3 separate regions of the Mus musculus genome follow, and all the other regions are linked to region 1. The links are chromatin contacts, called in public promoter capture Hi-C maps. All regions are on one chromosome and are shown on one strand. Each heading gives the region's core, a stretch centred on a gene start, on an enhancer-like site or on the middle of the called end of the contact. The rest is flanking DNA. Distances are from core to core; before and after follow the strand shown.

What was found. Promoter capture Hi-C pulls out the DNA fragments that hold promoters and counts their contacts.
Region 2: a promoter capture Hi-C map of pre-B cells shows a contact between it and region 1. The contact joins the promoter of Cdkn2c here to the promoter of Cmpk1 in region 1. A contact is called at or near these places in 5 of 39 promoter capture datasets (cranial neural crest, frontonasal cranial neural crest, maxillary cranial neural crest and 2 more) and 1 of 484 Hi-C or Micro-C datasets (pre-B cells).
Region 3: a contact with region 1 is called in a promoter capture Hi-C map of pre-B cells. The contact joins the promoter of Rragc here to the promoter of Cmpk1 in region 1. A contact is called at or near these places in 1 of 39 promoter capture datasets (pre-B cells) and 1 of 484 Hi-C or Micro-C datasets (CD4 T cells).

What each region holds. Positions count from the first base shown.
Region 1 is chr4:114,985,934-114,989,841 of GRCm38.p6, reverse strand. Cmpk1 (cytidine monophosphate (UMP-CMP) kinase 1) reads left to right here and starts at 2,614. Exons shown (of 6, transcript NM_025647.3): 1 at 2,614-2,876. The coding sequence starts at 2,709.
Region 2 is chr4:109,664,785-109,668,603 of GRCm38.p6, reverse strand. Cdkn2c (cyclin dependent kinase inhibitor 2C) reads left to right here and starts at 1,848. Exons shown (of 3, transcript NM_001301368.1): 1 at 1,848-2,994; 2 at 3,447-3,586. The coding sequence starts at 3,458.
Region 3 is chr4:123,915,603-123,919,632 of GRCm38.p6, reverse strand. Rragc (Ras-related GTP binding C) reads right to left here and starts at 2,200. Exons shown (of 7, transcript NM_017475.2): 1 at 1,866-2,200. The coding sequence starts at 2,099. It also overlaps D130007C19Rik.

The DNA.
Region 1 (3,908 bases), core at 1,365-3,864:
TGCAAACTTTATATGCCCCAGTACAGAGGAACGCCAGGGCCAAAAAGTGGGAATGGGTGGGTAGGGGAGTAGGGGGGAGGGTATGGGGGACTTTTGGGATAGCATTGGAAATGTAATTGAGGAAAATATGTAATAAAAAAAATTAAAAAAAAAAAAGGGCAATCTCTGTCCAGAGCCAGAGCCAGGCAGAGATCAGCCTAATCTACATAGCAAGTTCTAGGCCAGCCAGGGCTATAAGGGTTCCACAGGGAATGAATTCAGATCGTCAGGCCTGCACAGCTAAGTACATTTATCCACAAGGCCATTTTGTAAGCCTTTAGGATTCACACATAAGCTGTCTCTACCTTAGTACTGGGATTATAGGCATGCTCACCATGCCTAGCTCTAGAATGGCCTGTCTCATATTCCTGCCACCTCTTCCTAGTATGACTGGTTCTCCTTATTCTCATATGCTAGTGTCCTAGCAGGGGGGTTGGAACCTTCTGAGCTTGGACTGAAATTTACCATCAGGTGTTCTAGGTCATAGGTGGTCAGCAAACTAAAACCTGCAATCTTAAGAATTGAGTCCATTTGGGCTTTTTCTGTTTATTTGTTTTCCTTTCAAGATAGGGTTTCTGTGTGTAGTTCTGGATACCCTGGAACCTGCTCTGTAGATCAGAGATCCGACTGCCTCTACCTCCAGAGTGCTGGTTTTAAAGGTGTGTACCATCACCCCCAACTATCCACTCCTTCTTGATGGTCTTAGACAAGTTTTCATTTTACTTTTGTCCCAGTTTAAAGTGCAAGGATTTTTAGTAGTTTTCTAAGGCCAGAGTGACTAATTAGCAGTAAGACTTAAAGAAAGGCCTGTGTACTCTTGGTACACGCTCCATCCTCTCTGCTTTAATATCTGTACAAAAGTGGGGCAATGCCCCAGACAAGGCACTTACTTTCTGTTGGTAATACAGAGAGTCAGGACTAGTTTTGTTTCTTTCAAGTCTCAAGTGCTCTGTTTTTCCATGCACAAAAACACAAACCTGGAAGCTCCTTGCTTCTTATTGCTAAATATTCTTGGGCCTATTTTGGCTTTGAAATTTTTTTGTTTGTTTGTTTTTTGTTTTAAGCAGGGTCTCATGTAGCCCAAGCTGACTTGGAACTTGCTATGTAGTTGAAGCTGGCTGTGAAATACTTCTTTTCATACCTCCACCTACCAGCTGCTGCAAATATAATTTTGTATCGAGCTGTTTGGGTTTCATTATTGTTTTGGAGATGGGAGTCTATGTAGCTCTGGCTGGTCTGGACCTTAAAAGTGTAAACCAGATGAGGGTGGTCTTGAGTTCACAGAGTTCCATCTGCCTTTGCCTCCCAAGTGCTGGGAATACAGTCAGGCTTCAAACCTATCATCTTCCTGCTTCAGCCTTTGACTTCAGGTTTCTTATTTGGGGAGCTGGAATATTGTAGGTCCAAAGCCAAATTATCTATCTTAGCCCCCAATCAACCATTTATTGTTCACCTCTATGTGACCTAACATTCTTGTGACTATTAGGTAAGTCCATTTGTAACATACAAACAGAATCCTAGCTTCCAAACCCAAAGGCTAAGAATGTGATTGTAAGGGTCCATGACTTTTCAAAGAATGACACCCTGGATTCAAAAAGTATGTAAATACAAAGAGTGTTTTATTTTGCAGAAGTTCAGCATGCTGGGGTCTCCCATTACCAAGAAAGACCGAGAAGTGAGCTTGCAGGCCCAATTTAAAGCACACTGGGGGAGTTCTGAGGTAGGTGGGCTTTGTCTTACTCTATCTCTAGTCAAGTGCAGCAGTGAGGAGGAAGGAAGTTTAATCTGTAACTGATTGTGAACCATCCATTGAGATAACTCACTACCTTTGGATCAGCTTGTCTCATCCCTCTCGTCATCATTTGGCATCTGGGGCCAATAACAGTACCAGCTTTGCTAGAAACCATCTCTACCAAGTTATCTGAAAAAAAAATTGCCATGATTCATAGCTTTGTTCTGTTACTATAAAAAACTCCATGAAAATGCTACCACTGCCGACTCCAATTTTCAAAGGTTTGTGTTCATCCAGGCTCAGTTTTCACTCTTTTTCTTCTCTCTTCAGAGTTTTCCCTAATGGCCCGAGTCAGGGTAACAGAGCTAAGCTTAAAGTCTTTCCCTGCGGTTAGAATATAACCTAAGTGCTTTTCCATAACCGACTCAACTCTCCATTAATGACTTTCCATTCCACTTATCCAGCCCTAACCTTCTAACATGCCCTTCTCTCTTGGCGGGTCACTGCATCCAAGTCTCTGCTCTTTTCAGTCCTCAAGTCTTGGTTCCAAGGTCACCTCTTTAGAGGCCTTCTTTGCAAACCTCAAACTGTTCTCATTTTCCTTTGGTTTCCTTCCCAACAATGCCGTTGTTCCTACTGACTCCTGTGCTTGCCTCTTCGGTTAGGCCGCTTCTCTTGGGAAAGGGAAACCCGGGAGATTGAACCACTGGTCTGCCTAAACGTCAATCCAGGTTCTGAAACTGAAATGCCTTGGGTCTCCAGCCACGTTAGGAAGAACCGGAACCGCGAGCGGAAGCTGGCGCAGCGCACGGAGGCCCCGCCCCTTCCTGTCACGGCGGCCGGCAGCTGGCGGCGGGGCCCCGGCGCCCGCTCTGCCCGCCCCCTCCCTGCCGCCCCGCCCGCGCCGCCGCGCCGGCCGCTGTCAGAAGCGCGTTGTATGCTGAGCAGCTGTCGTCGGCTGCTCCCGCACGTCCTGGTCCCGAGCTGCCCGCCGCTGACCCGCACACTGCGGCTCTTCCCTCTCCACCTCATGAAGCCGTTGGTCGTGTTCGTTTTGGGCGGGCCCGGTGCGGGCAAGGGGACCCAGTGCGCGCGCATTGTCGAGGTGAGGCCGTGCGGGAGGGCGACGGAGAGCTCCCGGGCTGAGCGGAGCGGGCCGGGGCCGGAGGGAGCAGCCGCGTTGGCGGCCGCGCCCCTCGCTGTGGGGAGCGGACTACGAGTCCCGACGGCCACCGCGCGCCCGGGCCGAGGGGCGTCGAGTCTACGAGTGCTTTGTTTCCGCGCGCCCTTGCTTCCACTCCTGGGATCCGGGTCTTCTCGCTACATCTCTGGCTGTCAGTCTCCGGCTAACCGGCCTCGAGGAACCCGACCCGGATCTTGTGGTAGTTAAAGTGCCGGATTTGTGAGAGCCCAGGCGCTAACCTTTGGCCCAGCTGACAACTCACGCCCTTTTCCTTGGGCGAGTGAGTCACTCACTCTCAGTGAACCTCAGTTGTCTAAGCAAATAAAAAACTCTGCTCTCCGAGAAAGTAAAACACCACCCAACTATAAAATCCTCTTATCATTTTTTAAATAATGTTTGCTTTAGGACTGCAGAGATGGCTGAACGGGTAAGGGCGCCTACCACCACGTTCCATCCCTGAGACCCACAGAGAACCACAACCCCACTCCCGCGAGTTGTCCTATGATGTTCACTCTAGAGCTCAAGGGTTTGCCCACACAAATAACTAAATACAATTAAAGTTTTGACATAAGTTTACCAGTTCCATTCTTTTAGTATTTGAGGTCAGGGGTGGCATGTACACGGAGAGAGGCAAAGACTTTAAACTCAAGCAGGTATGGGTTCTAGCCCGTGTTAGCTGTAGTGATGGACTGTCTTGTTTTTTCTAGCCCCTATGAGCTGTAATGATGCGGTGAGGAAGGCTTAATGGACTGTCTTGGGCAGTGTTTTAAAGGAAAACAAGACAATCAGAAAGAAATGGCAGGGTTGGGGAAAAACACCCAACATTCACCTTTAAATTGAGTGCTTGATAAAAGGTTTTGACCCAGAACTTGATAATTTCTTCTTTTCCTATAAGCCGTGGCCTATATTTGCTTTGTATTTTTTTCCACGTTCATATATTCAGCTCCTGCCCTA
Region 2 (3,819 bases), core at 599-3,098, 5.3 Mb after region 1:
TTCCCCCAAACCCTTTTTAAAAATATTTGTGTATATGAGTACACTATTGCTCTCTTCAGACATACCAGAAGGGGGCATCGGATCCCATTGCAGATGGTTGTGAGCCACCATGAGGTTGCTGAGAATTGAACTCAGGACCTCTGGAAGAGCAGTCAGCACTCTTAACTGAGCCATCTCTCCAGCCTCTCCCCAAAGGTCTTAATACAACACGGTAGAGTGGGGAATACTTGTAATCCAGCCATACCAGGGTGACACAAGGTTACAAATACTAAGCCAGTCTGGGGTACATAAGGAGCAGTAGGCTAGCCTGGGCAACAGCACCCTAAACATTGCATTTTCTTTACTCAGTAATTCAGCAAAGATATTTTATTTGATGAAAGTCATAACACATGTACATCCATTTTTATACAGAATGCCCACAATTTTATTCTTCCTCGTTACCATATTTTCTCCAAGCAAGACACCATTAATTTCCAGAAAGCAGTGTTTGTAAATTTGTATTAGTGCTAGTTATCACTTTAACAGTGCCAATCTCCTATCATAGCTTCCAGATAACTAAAAACTCAGAGTTCCCAGAATGTATACATGGAATACAGTATACATGGAATCCTAAATATTCTGTTAAAATGATTTTTAAAGAAGTTCATCCCCTTTGTTGTTACCTGATTCACAATATTCAGCTTTCGATACCTCAAAAATTAGCTCTAATCTTTTTCTTAACAACTTAAAGAAACACTGCCAAATTCTTGTAGTTCCAATTTTCCCTAACAGCCAACCTGTTGCTAAATGACTATCCAGATGTCTCTGGCTTGTTTGAATACTTTCACTTTACTCCAAGGAACTGGGTTACAGATGTTACTTGAGGATATATGTGCAGTGGCTGGTTCTAATTAGACCAATATTTGGGGGGGAGGGGAGGCGGAGGGGGGGTTTGGTTTCATTTTGACCACTGAATGCAACCATGCTGGTGTTTTTTTAAAAGCATAAAAGTATAGAAGGCAATAATCTCATATGCCTACAAGAAGACGTGAAAAGTACAGAAAATTGATGAATATGAAATATATGGATGCACTGGTCCTTTTACACTTAGACCACCATCCTCACCTCCACCTAAAAACAACCAATCCTCGGTGTAGTGAGTGAAAGAAATCCCCCAATAAAGACATAGCCTTTTTAGAAAACCTTTCTAACTCACTGTAAGCTTTGTTTAAAGTTAATTGCATTTCTCCTTTTCCCTCAAGACTAGAAGTTCACATTTTCTAGACCCTGAAGTTCGTCGGGATTTCTTGTAATATGCTTTCAGTTCTCATAAAACTCGGTCTACAAGACTTCTCTGCCCTGTGGTGCTGTCAGTTGTGTCGCCTCTGCAGCCCTGGCAATGACCTGACAGGTGCCAAGGCCTGTGGCAGAGCAAAGGAGTCCAGCAGCCCCGGGCCAGGCCACTCGAACTCGGCGAGCCTGGTCGGGGAGCGCCGAGGAGGGTGGAGCTGCCCGGCTCCAGCAGAGGAGATCCTACCCGTCAGCTGCAGGGCCGCCGAGCCTCTAAGGGCCTCCGCCCGCACCCGCGGCCTTAGTTACCACCACCGGGGTCCCGCACGGTAGAGGCTCCCACTCCAGCCAGCCCCAGAACAGCAGGCCAGGCCGGGCCGAACCCACCCCGCTTCGGCAGGGGAGACTAGCGAAGCGAGAGGGCAGGCGGGAGCGCCAGCGAACCCAGGCCCAGCGCGGGCAGAGAAGGGCGCAGGGCCGCGAGGGCGGAGCGAGCGGGCTGCCGGCCACTGCGCCGCCAGGGCGTTGGGCGGGGCGTGGGCGGGGCCCGGCCTTCCCGCTCCCGCGGCGCCCTAACTCGGCGGAGCCTCCTTAAAACTCTGCCGTTAAAATGGGGGCGGGTTTTTCAACTCAAAAAGCGCTCAATTTTTTTCTTTTCAAAAAAAGCTGATGAGGTCGGAAAAAAGGGATAAGAAACCGGCACAGTACCTTCAGAGGCAACCGTAGCAGCAGTTGCTTCAGCGGAAAAAGAAGCAAAGGAGGGAGGGAAGGGAAAGATCCTAAAGGAAAGACGCGCAAGTGTCTGTAGCGGAGAAGGGAGCGGCGATCAGAGATTTGGGGGAGTCGGACTACAAAAGAAACTGTCAGCTGCGGCTCGCGACCGGCCGGCGCAGCCTGCCTCGGCTCCGGAACCCAACTGGCTGGCAGCCGCTGTCCTGTCCGCGGCACTGATAGGGGCACAGGCCGGAGGACCGCCAAGAACTAACTGGCCAAGTGGCACCGAGCGCCCGAGCTGCTGGGCGGCCGCCAAGAAGTTGGCGGGACTGGCTGCGCCCGGGATCTGTGGCGACCGCTCCTACTTCCAAAGACCCTTCCCATCATCGGACGCCCCGGGAAAATCTGAAAGGGAGGGAACGACAGCGGCAGAGGCGACGGCCGCCCCTCAGCGAGCGCTTGCAGTGAAGAGCCTGAGCTAGCTCGGTCGTAGGCGGGAAGTTACTGGTGAGCTGGCCGGGTGCAAGAGCGATGCTGCCGCGAGCTACCCCAGCGGCTGGAGCCCCATAGACGCTTCCCCCTTCGCCGTGCACCGTCTTCAGGCTGCCGGGAGTCCCGGGACCCGGCGGGGCCGGCATGACGGGCTTGGCGGGGGTCTGCCGCACACCCACCAGCCTCCGGAGACCCGCGCCCTGCCCGGCTCCCACGGCCTCTGAGGCTCGGCGGGGCTGCGGCAGCTCGGCGGGCGGGCTCCGGAGGCTCTTCTGAAGACGCCGAGCCCGCTAGGGAGTCGTTGAGACCTGAGAGTTGAGGGCTTCAGAGCTGCTGCTCTGGTCTGCCCTCAGCGATCGTCTTTAACCCTCCCGAGCACGTCAGCATCCAGCCAGCGCGGCGCTCTGCTAGCGAGCGAGCAGCACTCTGGACTACCCCCTTCGGCTAGACGGATGGAAAGTGAGCTCTGCGAAGGACCTGACTCTGAAATTCTGCCTCAAATCACCACTGTGAACAAGGGTGGGTTAATACCTTTTCTACTCTCTAATACTTTTTCTTTCGCGGTGTTGTCTGAGCTGACCTAGTCCTTTAAGTCTCCGCAACATCTTCCTCACAGAGCTGTAAAGCTTAGGTACGTGACAGCTCTGCCTACATCTCACGTCCATAGTAATTAATCAAGAACTGCTTCTGTGTATGTATCTCTGTTGAATCGCCAGAATCCTTCTTAGGGGTTAAGCTAAAAAGCTAGAGAAGGAGCCCCTCTCCAATGGGCTCACTTTTGCTGAATAATCACGTGTGAATCGAGGGGCGGGCTTTTGGCAGGCCGACCTTACTAGTATTTACTACCAAGCTCTACTCCAGATTAACCATCCCAGTCCTTCTGTCAGCCTCCGATGCCATCATGCAGCCTGATTAGGAGCAAAGGAAAGGGGAAAAAGAGAAGCAACTAATCGTCTTTTCCCGATCGTCAGGACCCTAAAGAATGGCCGAGCCTTGGGGGAACGAGTTGGCGTCCGCAGCTGCCAGGGGGGACCTAGAGCAACTTACTAGTTTGTTGCAAAATAATGTAAACGTCAACGCTCAAAATGGATTTGGGAGAACTGCGCTGCAGGTTGGTATCCACAGAGGTGGGGAAAACAAGTTAATAAGGTTGCCTGGGTTTCTAAAATGACAGCTTTTAAGTTTGGAGGGGTACAGATCTTCACTGTTTTAAAACCTTCATGGTTGCCATATTTTATATCTTTAAGTGGATCCAACTCCCCAAAATGACGTACTTTGGAGAAACTGGTCAACTCCAATAACATCCTCGATATCAAGAGAATCTTAGGTTTGGTCATAATTTTT
Region 3 (4,030 bases), core at 951-3,450, 8.9 Mb before region 1:
TTACTACTTTAACTGTGTTCTCGTGCCACCATCTCTGACCCATACGGTTTCCGTGTATTTGCTTTTTCTATTCTCAGGGTTTGTAACTTTTTGGAGGGGAGCAGAGGAGGGCTGTTTTGAGAAAGAGCCTCAGCTATATAGCCCAGATTAACCTCAAAATCCAATTCTCTTGCCTCTGCCTCCTCCAGTACTGAAATTACAGTACCACCTTGCCAGGTCCTATTGGGTTTTATTAAGAGAAACAGAGACAACGTTGTGACTATTTAACTGCCAAAGTTACATAGAAATCCTGTGGTACCAATATTACAACTGTGATCAGAGATTTAAACTTGTCAAGACCCGCTTTAAGATCATGAACTATTCTAGGTAATGTTTGAGACTTTGTGTTCATTCAAAAATAACACACACGCCTACCTCAGGCTCTTAGGAACAATAAAGACAATGGAGGGGATCCTGAGTAGGTAAAACTGTCCAGAGTGAGAAGTAGGGAGACCTGGGGGAGGAGGGAAGAGGCAGCTCCATAAGGCAGGAAATGGTAAAAACAATAAGCTGCCAATCATCACAGCAGGGAGCCAAAGGTGTAGCTCAGTGTGGTCCCAGAGCCTGCCTATCATGCATAATACCCTGGCTTCCAGCACCTGCACCAAGCCAAGCCAACCTGATAGCTCGTACCTGAAAGCTCAGGATGAGCTTAAAGTCACCCTTGGCTACATAGTCAGTTCTTGGCCAGCCTGCTATACAGGAAGAAAACAAAAAAACCACAGCAGGGCTGGAGATGTAGCTTTAAGGCTTGCCTGATACAACCCTAACATACAGCAAATTTGTCTCTCAGTGTTAACTTGGAAGAGAGAAAAAGTTCTCATAGGTTTCAAGTGGTAGTTACTTAGCATAAGCACTCCCCCCAAAGGTCTAACTTTGACACAGACGTGAGAAAATAAAACAGTTGTCCAGCAAGTGCAGGGGCGGAAGATGTGGGGGTAGGCAGCGATGTTGCTTTTTAAAAACACCACCCCTACAAAATACCAGAGATTTCTGTTTGGACAGACCTTTGTGTCAGAGTGGAAATGGGGAAAGCATGGTTGTCTGTGACCGTAGTTTTACCAGAAGTTCGCTCTGTTTGTAATGGGAATGGCTGATTGAAAGAAATCAACCCTGCCTCTATTTCCCTAAAAATACAAAGCCTTAGGCATTCATTCTATTCGTTCACGACGGACCCAAGTGAAAACAAATGCACTGATGTCTGTCCGCCTGCAAAACCGTCTCCAAAGATCGCTGTGACCAGCTACTGGGGACTGTCACCTGTAACTGCAACCACAGGGCTACAAGTTCTAAATAAAGTAGGTGTAGCGATAGAGTCCCCCCCCCCGCCCCCCCCCCCAAAAAATGTTTTTACAGAAGTCTCCAACAGACTGACAACAAACACTGAGATGCCCAGTGTCTTCGCCACAACACTTTCAGGCGCCGCTACGGTCCAGAGGCTGGGAGGAGATCCCTGAAAACTCCTGTCACCTAAGTGAGATGCGGCGGGACAGCACGCTCACCAAGTTCTCCGCGTGAGAACCGGGGACGACGGGTCGGTTTCGTCAACGCCACAAGGGCAGCGACCAGAAGGGAGGAGTTCTAGGGCGGTGACCGGCACCTGCCTCCTCCCTCCAGCCAGCGTCGCCTCCTGGCCCCCCTCGACCCTCGGAGGCCCAGGTCGGGGACCCTGGGCGAACCGCGCCCAGGCTCTGCGCTCGCAGGTGTGGACAGTGCCCGGGGACGCAGCGCCAGGCCTCCACCCTCTCAGGCCTCCTGGGCACCCGCCACCTGAGCGCCGTGGGCCGGGCAAAACCAAGGGCAGGCGGCGGCTGCGGGGCGCTCACCTTCTGGATGGAGGATTTGCCGCTGCGCCGGAGCCCCATAAGCAGGATCCTCGGCTTGGAGCTGTCAGCGCCGCCCGGGCCGCAGCCGCCGCCGGCCCCCGCGCCTCCGCCGCCACCCGCCGCTGCCTCCTCTTCCTCCTCCTCCACGCCGTAGCCGAAGTCCTTGGGGAACGAGTCGGCTGCGCCGTAACTGCCGGCCAGGGGCGTCTCCTCCGCCCCGTACTGCAGGGACATGGTGCTGGACCACCACCGCCCGCGCCCTGACAGGCCAGGCCAGGTTAGGCCGCCGCCTCCCCAGGCCGCCGCTGTTGCCGCCGCCCCCGGCAGTAGCCGCCGCAGGGCCCGCCCATAAGCCCAGCTCCGATTGGGCCGCCGCCAAGCTTCGGTTTATTATTGGCTGGGCGGGCTGCCACTCTGGGACAACAGGGTAAGTGGTACTATCACGTGCCCGGAATCACCTGACTAGCAGCGGCAGAAGGGGGGGAGGCGTCACGAGGAGTTCGGCCTGGCCGCGCCTCTCGTCGGCCTCCGGGCCTTCGCCCTGGGGGCACAGCCCGCAACGCACCTCGGCCTTCCATGCGCGCGCTGGGCTGCTCCCCGCTCCCCGCCTTCTTCCGGGCTCCGAGAGCAACGCAGGGAAGCTTCTAGGCGTCTGGGTAAGAATTCTTTGTGCCCCCCTCCCTTGTTGCAGCTGCCCTGCCAGTATTTAGTGATGCTTGTCAGGTCCTGGGTACCAGGAAGGCACTGGAAACTGAATTGCCCCTCCATGCCCTCAAGTTGCTTGAAGCTGAACAGAGATTGGACTTCTGTGTAAGTTGACTCAGTACAGATTTTATGGGAAAAGGCCATGAGGATAGATGAATTGCTCTGGAATTGGGTGAGTCCACCGGAGGTCGTGTGTGAGCCAGTCCAGACCTATAGATTCGGCACGTGCGAAAGGCAATTAGGAATCTCAGTGATAACTTGCCTATGCTGGTACCTGGAACCCGATAAGGAAAACAGATACGAGCATGCTAAAACATCTTCTAATTCCGTAAGCAGATCGCTGATAGGATACTGCTGCCCTTATATTCTACCGACTCCATCTTCACGCCCACCTAGTGCCCCTCCAGTAACCCATCCAGCAACTGAGTACTTGACTTCTTTGTGATTAGAGACTAGAGGAATTAGGGCTAATGAAGGCAAATGATTACTGCCAAAGTATGTTTCAGAAAGTTGTAAATGTCTCGGACTCCCAGAAGTGGAAATTTGACAACCCTTAAAATACAGCCGTGTACACTCAAAAGGAGTTGGGGTAGGGATAGGGCTTCTGGTTTTACAAAGTGACTGTTGTTTGCAGGGCTAAGGATGAAATTCGGGGTCTTTTGCGCATGCTAGGGAAAATTCTACCACATAGTCTCATCTCCTACTCAGACAGACTGATCTGACTGTAGAGAGAAAAGTAAGCTCTAGTAGGCCGTCACAACCTCACCTAAAAAATATCAACTCCACAGTACCTAATAGACAGGCAGAATGCACTTAAATATGCGTGTGTCTCTCAGTATCAATGGGAGAATGCTTTCAGGACACCCTTAATCCGATTAACCGACTGGAAGACGGTCAGATTCCTAGTATAGGCTATTTACATGTGAACCTATGCACACTCCATGTACTTTATATTATCTCTGCATTAATTATAATAACCAGTACAATGAAAAATGAAATTGTGTCTTTGCCAGGCATGATATGATGGCCCACATCCGTAAATCTCAGTACATCTGAGGCAGGTGTAGAATTCCCCCCAAAAAGTTCTAAGTCAGCCCACTCTACACATCCTTGACAGCCTTAGCTAGAAACCCCTTTTTTAAAGAATGGGATGTGTGTATAAATAGTTGTTGCACTATATTGCATAAGTGTAAAAATAAAGTCTACATATGTTCAGTACAATTCCCCCAAAATATTTCCAATCCAGTTGGCCTAATCTATGGATTCAGAGAACCAACTGCTGTGCCAGGGGAAATCAAATTTAACGGTAGCTTTGATAAAAGGTTTAACAGTTTTTGGGTGGAATATATGAGTAGAGATCATAGGACAACCACAGATATCTAAAAACTTTCACCCTGATTTTTTGGGAACAGTTTCTTCTTTATCTATCTCACAATGGGAGCACTGAGATTACTGACATA